Linked DNA regions of Capsicum annuum: region 2 is linked to region 1. A link is a contact called in public Hi-C data. All regions are on one chromosome and are shown on one strand. Each heading gives the region's core, a stretch centred on a gene start, on an enhancer-like site or on the middle of the called end of the contact. The rest is flanking DNA. Distances are from core to core; before and after follow the strand shown.

The links. A called contact is a pair of places that touch in the nucleus more often than the background predicts.
Region 2: a Hi-C map of leaf shows a contact between it and region 1, with 2.1 times the contacts expected there. The contact joins two enhancer-like sites. A contact is called at or near these places in 2 of 5 Hi-C or Micro-C datasets (leaf and placenta).

The regions. Positions count from the first base shown.
Region 1 is chr10:19,796,767-19,802,670 of UCD10Xv1.1, reverse strand. It overlaps the pseudogene LOC107844186. Among protein-coding and RNA genes, the nearest start is that of LOC107845292, 41 kb to the left of the region's middle. Within about 2 kb of position 3,575, at least 5 of the 5 cell types and tissues checked have an H3K27ac peak or open chromatin away from gene starts, as enhancers often do. A contact at or near this core is called in leaf, where this site is marked.
Region 2 is chr10:19,865,555-19,871,458 of UCD10Xv1.1, reverse strand. It overlaps LOC107845292 (major facilitator superfamily domain-containing protein 12), which reads right to left. Exons shown (of 13, transcript XM_047398543.1): 12 at 3,373-3,505; 13 at 2,540-2,953. The coding sequence ends at 2,787. Among protein-coding and RNA genes, the nearest start is that of LOC107845292, 27 kb to the right of the region's middle. Within about 2 kb of position 2,713, at least 4 of the 5 cell types and tissues checked have an H3K27ac peak or open chromatin away from gene starts, as enhancers often do. A contact at or near this core is called in leaf, where this site is marked.

The DNA of each region.
Region 1 (5,904 bases), core at 2,326-4,825:
ATCAATGTGATACTGATTCAAGTTTTTGTTGTTTAAAGAGACCTCTTGTCATGTTATTCAAAATCCATGATGCTTTTGGATGGTTTTCCTAGTCCTTATGAACTTGTTCATATTGCATTTTGACTTCAATTCATCACCTTTAGGTTTCTGAATAAAGCTTGCATTGTGCAGGATCCTCAGCTAGACTTGAGCCCAGATGGAGAAGCAACAGATCCTTGGAGTCTTTGCACTGTAGATCAAGTAGAGGAGCTTAAAGCATTGCTCAAAGTTGTTCAAATCTTGTTGACAGGGGCTGTATTGGCCATAAATATAAGCCAGAGCTCTTTTCCAGTACTTCAAGCGAATACCATGGATTGACATATTAGTTCAACCTTTGAAATCCCAGCTGCCTCATTTGGCATCTTTGTTGTCATCTCTGGTATACTTTGGATTGTCCTCTATGACTATTTGATTCTTCTCGTTGCATCAAAATTGACTGGGAACCCTGCTTATTTCATCACAAAAGAGAGAATGGGGTTTGGTTTAGTTCTTTCCTTCCTTTTAGTCTTAGTGGTGGCAGTCCTGAAAGGTGTCCGGAGAAGTATTACAGTCAAGAATGGGCACTCTGATGATCCGAAAGGTGTTATCCCTATGTCAACAGTGTGGCTACTTCCTCAGAATTGTCTTACTGGCTTTGCAGAGGCCTTGAACGCCATCGACCAAAACGAATTTTATATATTAGAATTTCCTAGAAGCATGTCAAGTATTGCTGCTTCTCTAATAGGACTTGGTACGGGAGTGGGAATCTTTTTAATGAATACCATCTAAGACTTAACCAAAAGAGAAGGGCAAGAGAGTTGGATATCAAGCAATATAAACAAGGGCCATTACGACTACTATTATCTGATTCTTGCAGGATTTAGTTCGATTAACACACTCTGCTATATTGTTTTTAGTAGAGCTTATGGTCCTTGTAAAGAAAAGGTAATGGAAGAGGATCCATGAATGTGTAATGTTGAGCAGGGCTAATGTTAATGTTTGTATCAAATGATGTTGTAGTCACTAAACTTTGTGGAGATTAATTATGGTTATGTAAAGACATCTGTTAATGTATTTATTGAATTATTTTGATCCCGAATCCGAATTTTTGGTAAAATTTGACTTTCATTATTGACTTGTTCAGTTTGTTTCTGTCCTATTGGTATTGTACAGTTCAATTACTTGAAGAAAGACGCTTATAATTGACCATCATGGTGGAACTGTATTGTGTGTTCAATGTACATATCTTTATACTTGTACAGTTCATTTTCTCATTGTTCTCTTGTAAACATATATACATAGCAGCTCCCAGGGTCTTGTAATATGATACTCCTTTCCCCATTCCTCGATTAGGCTAAGTTTGGTGGTATGTGATTTGATGAGCATCATTCGATTAGGCTAAGTTTGGTGGTATGTGATTTGATGAGCATCATGCTATCGCATCTTTTTGCAGTGCTTTCTTCTTGGCAATTTGTTGGACTCAATCAGCAGTTAATTGGGCTTGTTTTCAAAACAACTTAAGGAAATTTTCTTGAAAAAATTTAGTACTCAACCAAGTAGCATAAAAATATAACAGTTCTGAAAATGAACACTGAAACTTTATTGGTACTCTTGTCCCAATTAACTAGTTCTTGGCACAACTCGTGCTTGTCATTAGTTACCGAACTATGAATTAATGATATTATATAACAAAATTTAAGTAACAATCCAAACGAGTATTGTATTTTAACAAACAATACGAAACAATAGGTAATGGATATGAAAATTAGTAACTACAAAAATTATCACTTAACAAATATCCTGATAAATCTTTCTGCGCTAAATATCACTGGGGCATTAGACATATTGCCAAAGTTCGCTGTTAGAACTACAAGCAAGAGCAACAGAGGCATGATTATGATGAGTCACAGGGACAGAACAAGTAATCAAACAGTTAAGAGAATTTGAACGAGTAACACTACTCCAAAGCTTATTCTGCTGTCGCAACTTGGTTAGGGTGCCCTTCACATCAGAGGTAGAAAAACACACCTCAGACTCCTCAGGAACACTTACTACTGGTTCATTTCGAGCTGTAGAGTAGATATCTGGACAGTATATGAGCTTGAGTTTTTCAATTATAGGCAACAACACCAGCAAAACGGCACTGTGGAGAAACTCTGCTGGGGATAAGTAACTTCCGACAAAGAGTTTGTTACCACATATAATCCACGTCAAGAAAGTTTCATTACCCATTTCGCCGGAGCTGGGCACATTAACTTAACAAAAATACAAGTGCAGTCTCAAAATCAATCACTTGAGAAGATAACACTTCACTATAAAGCATGCATTCAAAGCACTGGAATATTTGAACTTACAAAGCTTATTATGGAAAAGTGGACACAACAAAGAATAACTACAACAATAAATTTTAAATCAGTACCAAGCTTGGAAAACAAGTCACACAATCTGCAAAGTTTACAAAAACTTTCTTGTTTCCTGCTAAGTTGTTCGGCCTCTCCAAAAATGTTTGCCGCACCCGTATCGGATCCTTCAATAATACACTATTTTTGGAGAATCCGACATGAACCCATAGATATTTTTGAATAATTCGAGCAACTTAGGCTTCCTGAGGCTATTTTTATACCATCAGCAAAGTGAGTGATGAATCAAATAATCCCTTTTTAGTTTAAGAAAAATATAGATCAAAACAGAAACTGTACTAGGAGGTGAAAAAAATGAGAGCAGGATAAAATCTCACTAATCTCATCAAATTAAGCTTCATGCCATCACGCAAAGACTGGTGAAACTTAGTAACTAGTATGTATTAGACTGGTAAGAGGAAATAGATTTAATCGTGTATCGTTCACAGCCAAAACAGCATATATTGAACATACATATCCTTCCAATTACACCAATTATAAAAGCTCGGCAAGGCAGCAACAACATCAATAACACTAGAGAAGGCAACAACAACAGCACCAACATTAGAACATTAAACAGAATACTATTTAAATATTTCACATTTCCATTGTACTCTAAACAAGTATAATGAAGTTTTTGAAGTGAAACAAAGCACAATTTCACCACAAAAAAAGTACTCACCGAATTTCTAATTGAATCACTACTAATATCGGACATGTTTTAAATCTAATTTATGAAATAGAAAAAGGAAAACAAAAAATTTAGAAGATGGAGCAGGCTTTGAACAGAATGCTTAGAAATTAAATAAGAAGGCCATGAAGTTTTCACCTGAGGGAGTAGCTGAATAAAGATGGAGCAGAAATAGGATTTTTAAATAGCAAAACCACCAAAATCGGATCCAAAAATAATTCTTTAGAATTTCAGATTCAAACAACAACAAATCAAAACAAGAAAATAATTAAATGAAATGTGTAGATGAAGAAGAAACATCCATAGATCTCAACTCGATTCTCTATCACACCGCGAGGAATTAAAAGCACAAATTAAACATATTTGTGTTGGCTTTTTTTGTGAGAGAGTGAGAGAGTGGAACAGAACAATAAGACACGTCTTTTGAATTTTTCCGTGAAACTGGGTCAAGCTATGGGTCGGATAATCTGTTAAATTAGGGTGGATTGCTATTTGGGGATAAAATAAATAAAAATTGATTAATGGTTAGGATTATGCCACGTGGCATATTGTTAGTGAGAGGAATATATATGTACCTAATTATTAATGGGGATATTTATACCAAAATATAGCAGAAGATATATATATCTTTTATTAAAATTCAGGCATATATTTGTACCTTTTTCATTCTTATATTTTCTTATTCACCTTCATATATACTAATTTGAGTTAGTTTTTTTTTGCATTAACTAAAATACCCTTCACATATGCCTTCTTTATAAAATATTAGAATCGTGCAAAGCACGAACATATACTCTAGTTATTCAATACACCGAAACAATAAATAATCTAAGGATCATATATATAATACAAACCCAAGAAGAATATAACAACACGCATGCAGCAGAACCTCCCTAAATCGTTGGAAGAGAAAATGAGCATATATAGTCGCTACACCTAAAAAGATAGTTAGGAGCAATTAGTTTACGACAATAGCGTAATTGCTACTAATTATATATGTTTTAGAGGCAATGATATTATTAACGACAATTACATTTTAGCATTCTTCGTAAATACCTCTAAAGTTTACAGCGATATTAGATCCAATGACAATTATTAATACTAATAAAAGCTTTAACACTTGGAGTGAGTGTTGCTCTATCTCATGCATGATTTTAGTTGCATGAATAAATTGGACGAGTACACCCACAAATATAGAGATGCATCAAATAAATATAATGAATTTTAATCCTAATAAGTTGACAAAAGGGAATGTTATAGATTTTAAACGAAAATGATATGATATAAAACATTAGCAAATGTTATTAAATATTAGTAACATTATAATAAATATATACGACAACGAGGTAAATTAGCAGCAAAAATTGTATAATAAAATGATTGTGATTTTAGGATATTAATTGATGATATGTATGATTATATATACTTTAGAGTATAGAGTAATTATTGGATAAAAAAATTACAAAAAATAATTGTAAAATTAAAATTTTAAGAAATAAAGAGATATTCTTTTAAATTATTTAAATGAATTTTGGATATGGGGGGGGGGGGGGGGGATTAAATTGATTGTTTAAATGATTTTTTATAATTTTTTAAAATTTTTATTTTAAATAAAAATTACATATTAGCAAATTTTAATGAAAAAAATTAATTAAATAGTTTAAGTGACTTTGTAAGTAAGGCACTCATAGTTGAGTGACTTTTGAAATAAAAATTAAAGTTAAGTGACTTTCTAAGAAAAGAACTCATAGTTGAGTGACTTTTGGAGTAAAAATCAAAATTGAGTAACTTTCTGAGGAAAAAAATCATAAGTTGAGTGAACATTTGAATTATAAACTCCTCAATTTATATAGTGGATGACCCTATAAATACCATTCTTGGCTGTAGGAAAGGAATTGTCATATAAACAGATTAAAAGTTTTTTTTTTTTTTTAAAGGCAACCGTTCTAAACCAATTTAGAAGGACACATCTGTTAGAAAGGTTGCTTCAAATTAATTTCCTCCTAAGAATATAAATAAATAAATATAATAGGAAAAAAAAGAGTAATACATGAGAAAAAAGAAAATTAGGTATACTGATATTAGAGAGCGCAGCACCACATTACCAGGTCTATGTCCCTCTTACATGCATCTAAAAAGGTTAAGATATTGAATTTTGAGAAAAACTACATGAATTTTATTAAAATATTTATAAAATCTTATTAAGTTTTTACTTTGGATCGGTGATTGTATTGAGCCACCCACATAATGACCATTTTTATATTAATGTTGTTAAGGATCTTGTAAACCTTAATAACAATAATATATTCAGTCTGATTTCATTAATGAAAGATTTGGAGGATATAAAGAATCCGGATACTCATTGTGCATTCACCCCTCTCTAATTTTGTTGTTCGTACTTTGTTAAATTTTAGAGTAAATTTCCTATATGGTCACTCATGTTTGAAAAATTGCCTACAAATATTACTTTTATTTCATTTACGATAAGAATATCATTCAACTCTTTCTATTTTCTCTAAAATATACTTAACACCTCAAAAAACTTCTCTCTCCTACTTGAAATGTCATGTTATTAAAATTTCTTTCTTTTTTTTATAGATCTATTTAACTTATCAAACTTATTCAACTAAAATTTTATCCTAATTCTTTTCTTTTAGAAAGAAATTACACATGATATATTAATCATTCAAGATTGAGAAAATAGTCTATTACCCCCAACCTTTAGTCGAAATCTTAACTACACACTCAACCTTTAAAGATGACCTATTACCCCCCTAATCTATTTTTTCCTATATT
Region 2 (5,904 bases), core at 1,464-3,963, 70 kb before region 1:
TTGGTGTACTTGAAATCATGCTCGTATGTGTCTCGAGTCATCATTTGGGGACGAATGATCCCGGGGGAGATAATGTAACACCTCTTAACATTTCAGACTTAGTACCGCCCTTTGTAGCATGCTTAAAGAGCTAACAACCTAGAAAATTTTTGAAGTGTTAAAAATACTTAGTCACATTTTGAACCCTTAACTTCAATGATTTTTAAATTGACTTTTTCGACCCTGATACGTGGATTTTTGAGTTGATTCATGTTCAAGGGTGTAAAGAGGATGTCTTGGGGAAGTTTCGGATTTTTCAAACAAGGGATTGGACGTGTTTAGATTTCACAAATAGAACGTCATCGCAATATTGATACATCGCGGTGATGCGACACGCTGGTAGTCCAAAATGGGATTCTACTGAAAATTTTAATTTCAAAAGGCAGTTTAGACTTTTCCCTAAAGCCCCAAATTGTGTTAACAATAAATTAAAACGTCTTAGAGGCATTATATGCCCAAATTTACTCAAATTCATCGAGATCAAAACCCTACTTCCTCCCTCAAAGATCAAAAGCTCAACTTTTAATTTCAAGATTCCCAAGAAACAAATCAAAATTTGGGTTCTATTCTTCGAACTAAGAAATCTAAGGTATGTGGGACTATCCTCAAACCCTATGGGCATGGATCTTATCGTTTTTATCATATATAATGATTTATAATCATGTTGTAAATTAAGGGTTTTGAAGATTGTTTCGCAAAGCATGCTATTAATTTGTTTTGATGAAATTATATGCATTGTTTCGAACCCTCTTCGTGGTAATCAAATTTTAACCCCTTATCTATATACGTATATAGTTTTGAATGTTTAATTGAGTGCATGAACATATTTGCATTGTGAGTGATTTTCCATGCATGAATTAAGGTTTGGAAGCAAGTTTCTCAACAACATAGTGTTTCACATGGTTTATGATATGATGAGAGGGATTTTCTTGCTAATACTACACTCTTGCATTAAAAGAGAAGAATTGCATATAATTGAATAAATTGACATGACCACCGCATGTTTAAGTCTTGCAAAGAAAGAGGATAATTGCATAAGTTTTCTTGAGACTTCAAAGTGATAACCCTCTTATGATGTTATAAAATCTTGGGTGGTCATGTGCATGTTTCGAATAAATATGATATTGACTTGCAAGTCATGGTATGACGATACCCGGTGATGACATGCCATTAACAAAACAAGTATAGATTGTTTTGAAAATATAAAGCATGGTTTCCAAGAACTAAAAGTTGGGCTTAAGAGAGCTAATTGGTTACCCGAAGAAGGCGTTTAAGTGTAAGGGATCATCGTTGGAAACCATAGTTGCCGATATGGGTATTATCCTGAGAGGGAGATAATGTGGACATCATGTAAGGATGATGCCACGAAATACTTGTTAAGGGGTGTACCAACTTATTAAAACTCCAATCGTTGCGACACACTTGGATTGGAGGCTTAGCCGCCGAGTCAAGGGTTGATTCTATATAGCCCATGAAATTTTAGATTGTAGGGTGTACCGATTTGCTCAAAAAAATAACAAGGTGTTGAGTCATGATTTGAAAGAATGCATTTGGAATTCTAAATTATGGTCATGTGTTTTACTTATATGTAATGTTTTACAAAATGCTCTCATCTACGTTGCGTAATAAAAGATGTTATTTTGGATTGTTTCACATACCAGTACAATTGTATTGACCCACTATATTTCAGGATCTGGGGCTCAGTCCCAGGATCCCGCACTAGATTGGTGTGTCTGAGATTTGCAGTTGGTGAGTCTCCCTTGTTCCGGAAGATCGGGTTTATAAGACATTGTTATTTATTTTGATTCATGGCCTGACTGGGGGTCTTATCCCTGTTTTGCTTTTAGATAGATGTTGATTGTTGTAATTGTTAGATATTTCACAGACTGGTGTCAGATATTTTAAATGTTAAGAGTTTCTTTTAGTATTGTCCAATTGAATTATGAAATTGACCATGTTTCCATATGTTAAAACTTCCGCATTTCTTTATATTGTTTGAATATTGTGCATGATTGCCAGAAAATAAAAAGGGCACTCGGGCTTTCATGATTCGGGATGCTTGTCGCGGCCAGGATCTCGACTCGGGTCGTGACAAGTACCCCTCCCAATCCCCACAAACTATACCCAAAGTTTCTATGGCACACCTAAACTTTACAAGGGCATATTATCCCTCTAAACTCATTTTTCAATATTTTTGTGCTTCTTTGGTGCTGACATTGCTGCTAACTCAGCACAAAGGATAAAAAAAAAATATTTTGCTACTTGATAGCCGTATTAGCAAAAAGGAAAACAAAAATATAGAAAAGATGAGTTTAGAGGGGTGATCGAACCCTCGAAATGTTTAAGTGTGTTATAGCAATTTCGGATATAGTTTAAGGGATGCTTGTGACTTTTCTCTTTTACAAATGTTTCGTACATCACGTCTTTTATTTTTGCTAATTTTTGTATAGTGACTATACCATTCAAGTGTATCATTGAATATTCAATTTAAACTTGAATATCGAACTAATCGGCCACCGTGCAATATTATTTTCATAATAATAACAATACTAAATATTCAAAAGTACATCACTGACAACATAACTCAAACTTGAATTCAGAACAAATTGGCCAAACAAACGCATCAACGAAGAAAAAATAAGATGCATGTTGCATTTTGCAGTATCTTGAACTACTGGCCTATGTCATTTATCCTCTTCCCATATCAATGAAGTACCTTGAATTTATTGCACATTACTCCTCGAGAGCTATGCCAAGAGGGGTTCTGTCGATGTCTTAGGATGGGATGTGTGGGATCTTATGAAGAATGCGATTATGACTCCAATTAAGGATGAAATCCCTGGAATGAAACCTAGAGAAAATCGTGTAACGGAGAAACAAGGATATGCTGGATCACAGGCAACAGGATCTTTTCCTGCATTATTGAGAACAAAATTCAAGTTAATTTATCATTTAACCTGAATCAACCATGCCGTGCACAAAAAACGGAAAAAAAGAGAATGTAAGACATAGCATATACACTCTTTAAGTTCAACAGAGAAGAGTAATATCTTGCAAAAAATGTTAGACGGGAAATCAAAGCATTTTTCCTTTGGTGCTAGCAAATCATTGTAACTAAATCTCAAAGGGAAATAATTTTACAAGGATTATGATACATTATAACTTTCAGCAGGCAAGGAACATATAACATGTAAGTTATTAGGCAAGTTATGCAAATTAGTTAATATAATAATGAGCAAAATCAAAGCAAAAATTTAATAAAGGACACAGGAAAACTATTGTTTTAGATTGTCAGGGATGTAGTAGACACAGAGAGGGGAGGCAGATGCTTACTCTCATATGACTCGAGAAAGTACAGAAACACTCCACATAGAACTTTGTCAATAAAGCCCAATGATCCATAAACAAAAGCAGATCCATCAAGATCTTTATCTACTAGCTCACTTTCCATTCCAATTGCTGTTACCTGCCATCAAAATGAAAAACTTCTACGATACAGCAACACACATATATGAAATATGACCCAGGATGTCTTATCAACTCAGTGTTGCTTTGCGGTTTGCAGCAAGAAGCAATGAACGCACTAATGTCTGATAATTACACAATCGATTGGTAACCAGTTTCAACAACAACAACAACAACAAACCTAGTATATTCCCACCTATTGGGGTCTGGGGAGGGTAGAATGTACACAGTCCATACCACTAACTCTAAAGAAGTAGATAGGCTGTTTCCGATAGGACCCCGGCTCAAGACACAGGACAATATACAAAAACATCCAAAGCATGAGACATGATAAAACTAACATAGATACAACATCCACAAAATAACGTATATTACCAAACAAAAGACACCAAAACCCTCCTAACTACGGACTATGATTCATCCACCCACCTTATCCCTCTAACCTAGTGTTTTTCCTCCAGCCAGGGTCATGTCCTCACCTCAGTGAGCTGTAACTGCTCCATGTCACGTCTAATCACTTCTCTCCAATATTTCTTCGGTCTACCCCTACCCCGCTTGAAACCATCTAACACTAGTCTCTCACACCTACGAACTGGGACGTCTGTGCCCCTCCTCATCACATGACCAAATCATCTCAACCTAACTTCCCGCATTTTTTCCTCCACTGATACCACGCCCACCTTCTCCCGAATAATCTCATTCCTAACCCTGTCAGTCTTGTAAGACCACAGATCCAACGCAACATCCTCATTTCTGCTACCTTTTCCTAAAACATATACAATTAGTCAGTTTACTGAGACAATTGCTTCTTTAGTGTCTGTTTTCTAGTTTTCATTAAAAGAAACAGAGATTCGGAATGATACATCACAACTATGCCTAAACTACTTGTAGTCAGGTACATCAATCCTCACTTTCCACGTGGTTCCATTGACTTGTTGTGAGATTAAAGGACTTCATGGAAATAACTTACTCACACCCATGATCAAGTGATAGAATTGAGGTGAGTACATATATTAATTCTCCAATTTTATAGATAAACACATATGCAAAAGAAAGGTATTATTTAGTGTAAACACCATGTGAAGGGCTAAGTTTTTCCATGCTTTACCATGGCTGCTAGCGTGAATTCTTATTAATTGTTTAAATGGAGACAGTATAGAAACATCTTTATTAATTGTTTAAATGGAATCAATTATAAAAACACAAGTTATGAAATGTCTGGTTAATCGTCTAAGCCAAGCTGGACTTGTCGTTTGAGATAATTGACAGAAAATATACCAACAGATATTGGTTTTGTAACGCCCAGGATGCTTGCATGCCTTATTAGAGATAAAAATGAACCTTTATAACTCTTATGTTGACTAGGAATCTCTTGGAAAGAGTTCAGGTACGTCAAAGGAAGTTCTAGGATCAAAAAGAGGCCGTGCATCATGCCGGGGGAGGTCGGCACCTTCCTCCCCCCCCCCCCCCCCCCCCTGCCATGCCACAACTAGAGAGGTGCCACTGGATTGCCTCCATTGTGGCCTCTCGCCACACAGACGGGACCTTCTCCCCCCCGGCCCACTGGGATTTCATTTTTTATTTCGTATTTTAAGGGCATTTTGGTCCTTTCCGTATTTAAGAACTGTCCCAAACCTATACTAAACGATCCCACCCCTTTTTCATTCTTCAAAAACATAACCAACTTCTCTTCAAAACTCCTAGAAGCAAAATCACTGGGGTTCAAGATTCAAGTTTCTACTCTTAAGATCTCCTGAAATTATTTCCGTCAAAAGGTATGTTTGAACACCCCCTACTTTAAATTACTCATACAAGGTATTTATTTCATGTTATTAATATTTTCTAAAGATGGATTGAAACTAGGGTTGAGGATTTTACTATGAAAGCTTGATATGAATTTCTCCTTTTCCTATGAATGATTTTCAAATCTTTATTTGGGATTTTGATGCTAGAATGGCTCTTTGAAAATGATGAATCTTAATGTCTAAAACTTGAGTAAAAATGTATGAATATTAAGCCATAGTTATGAAGTACCTTGAAAGTTTTGACTTGAACAAGAAATATAAATGATTTTCCATCCTTTGTATCATTGAACGAAGCGGTATTATCAGATGTTTTGAAATGTTATGGAAAGTTTAATTATGATTATGCACATGATTTTTTAAGGCGGAGGATTGAGAGTCTAAAAATTTTAATGATAATGGTATGGCATGATATGGGTGACATGCAAGTCTTGGTATGATGATACCAAAAATGTGAATGCCTTTGTTGTTCTACAGAACACAAAGAAGAAGAAAACGTTTGAGGATAAAAAAATATTCTGCTTGTTTATTCATCCACATATGAGAATATAAATAGACAAAAGATTCTTATTCTGTTTCTAACTAGGAAACTAATAAA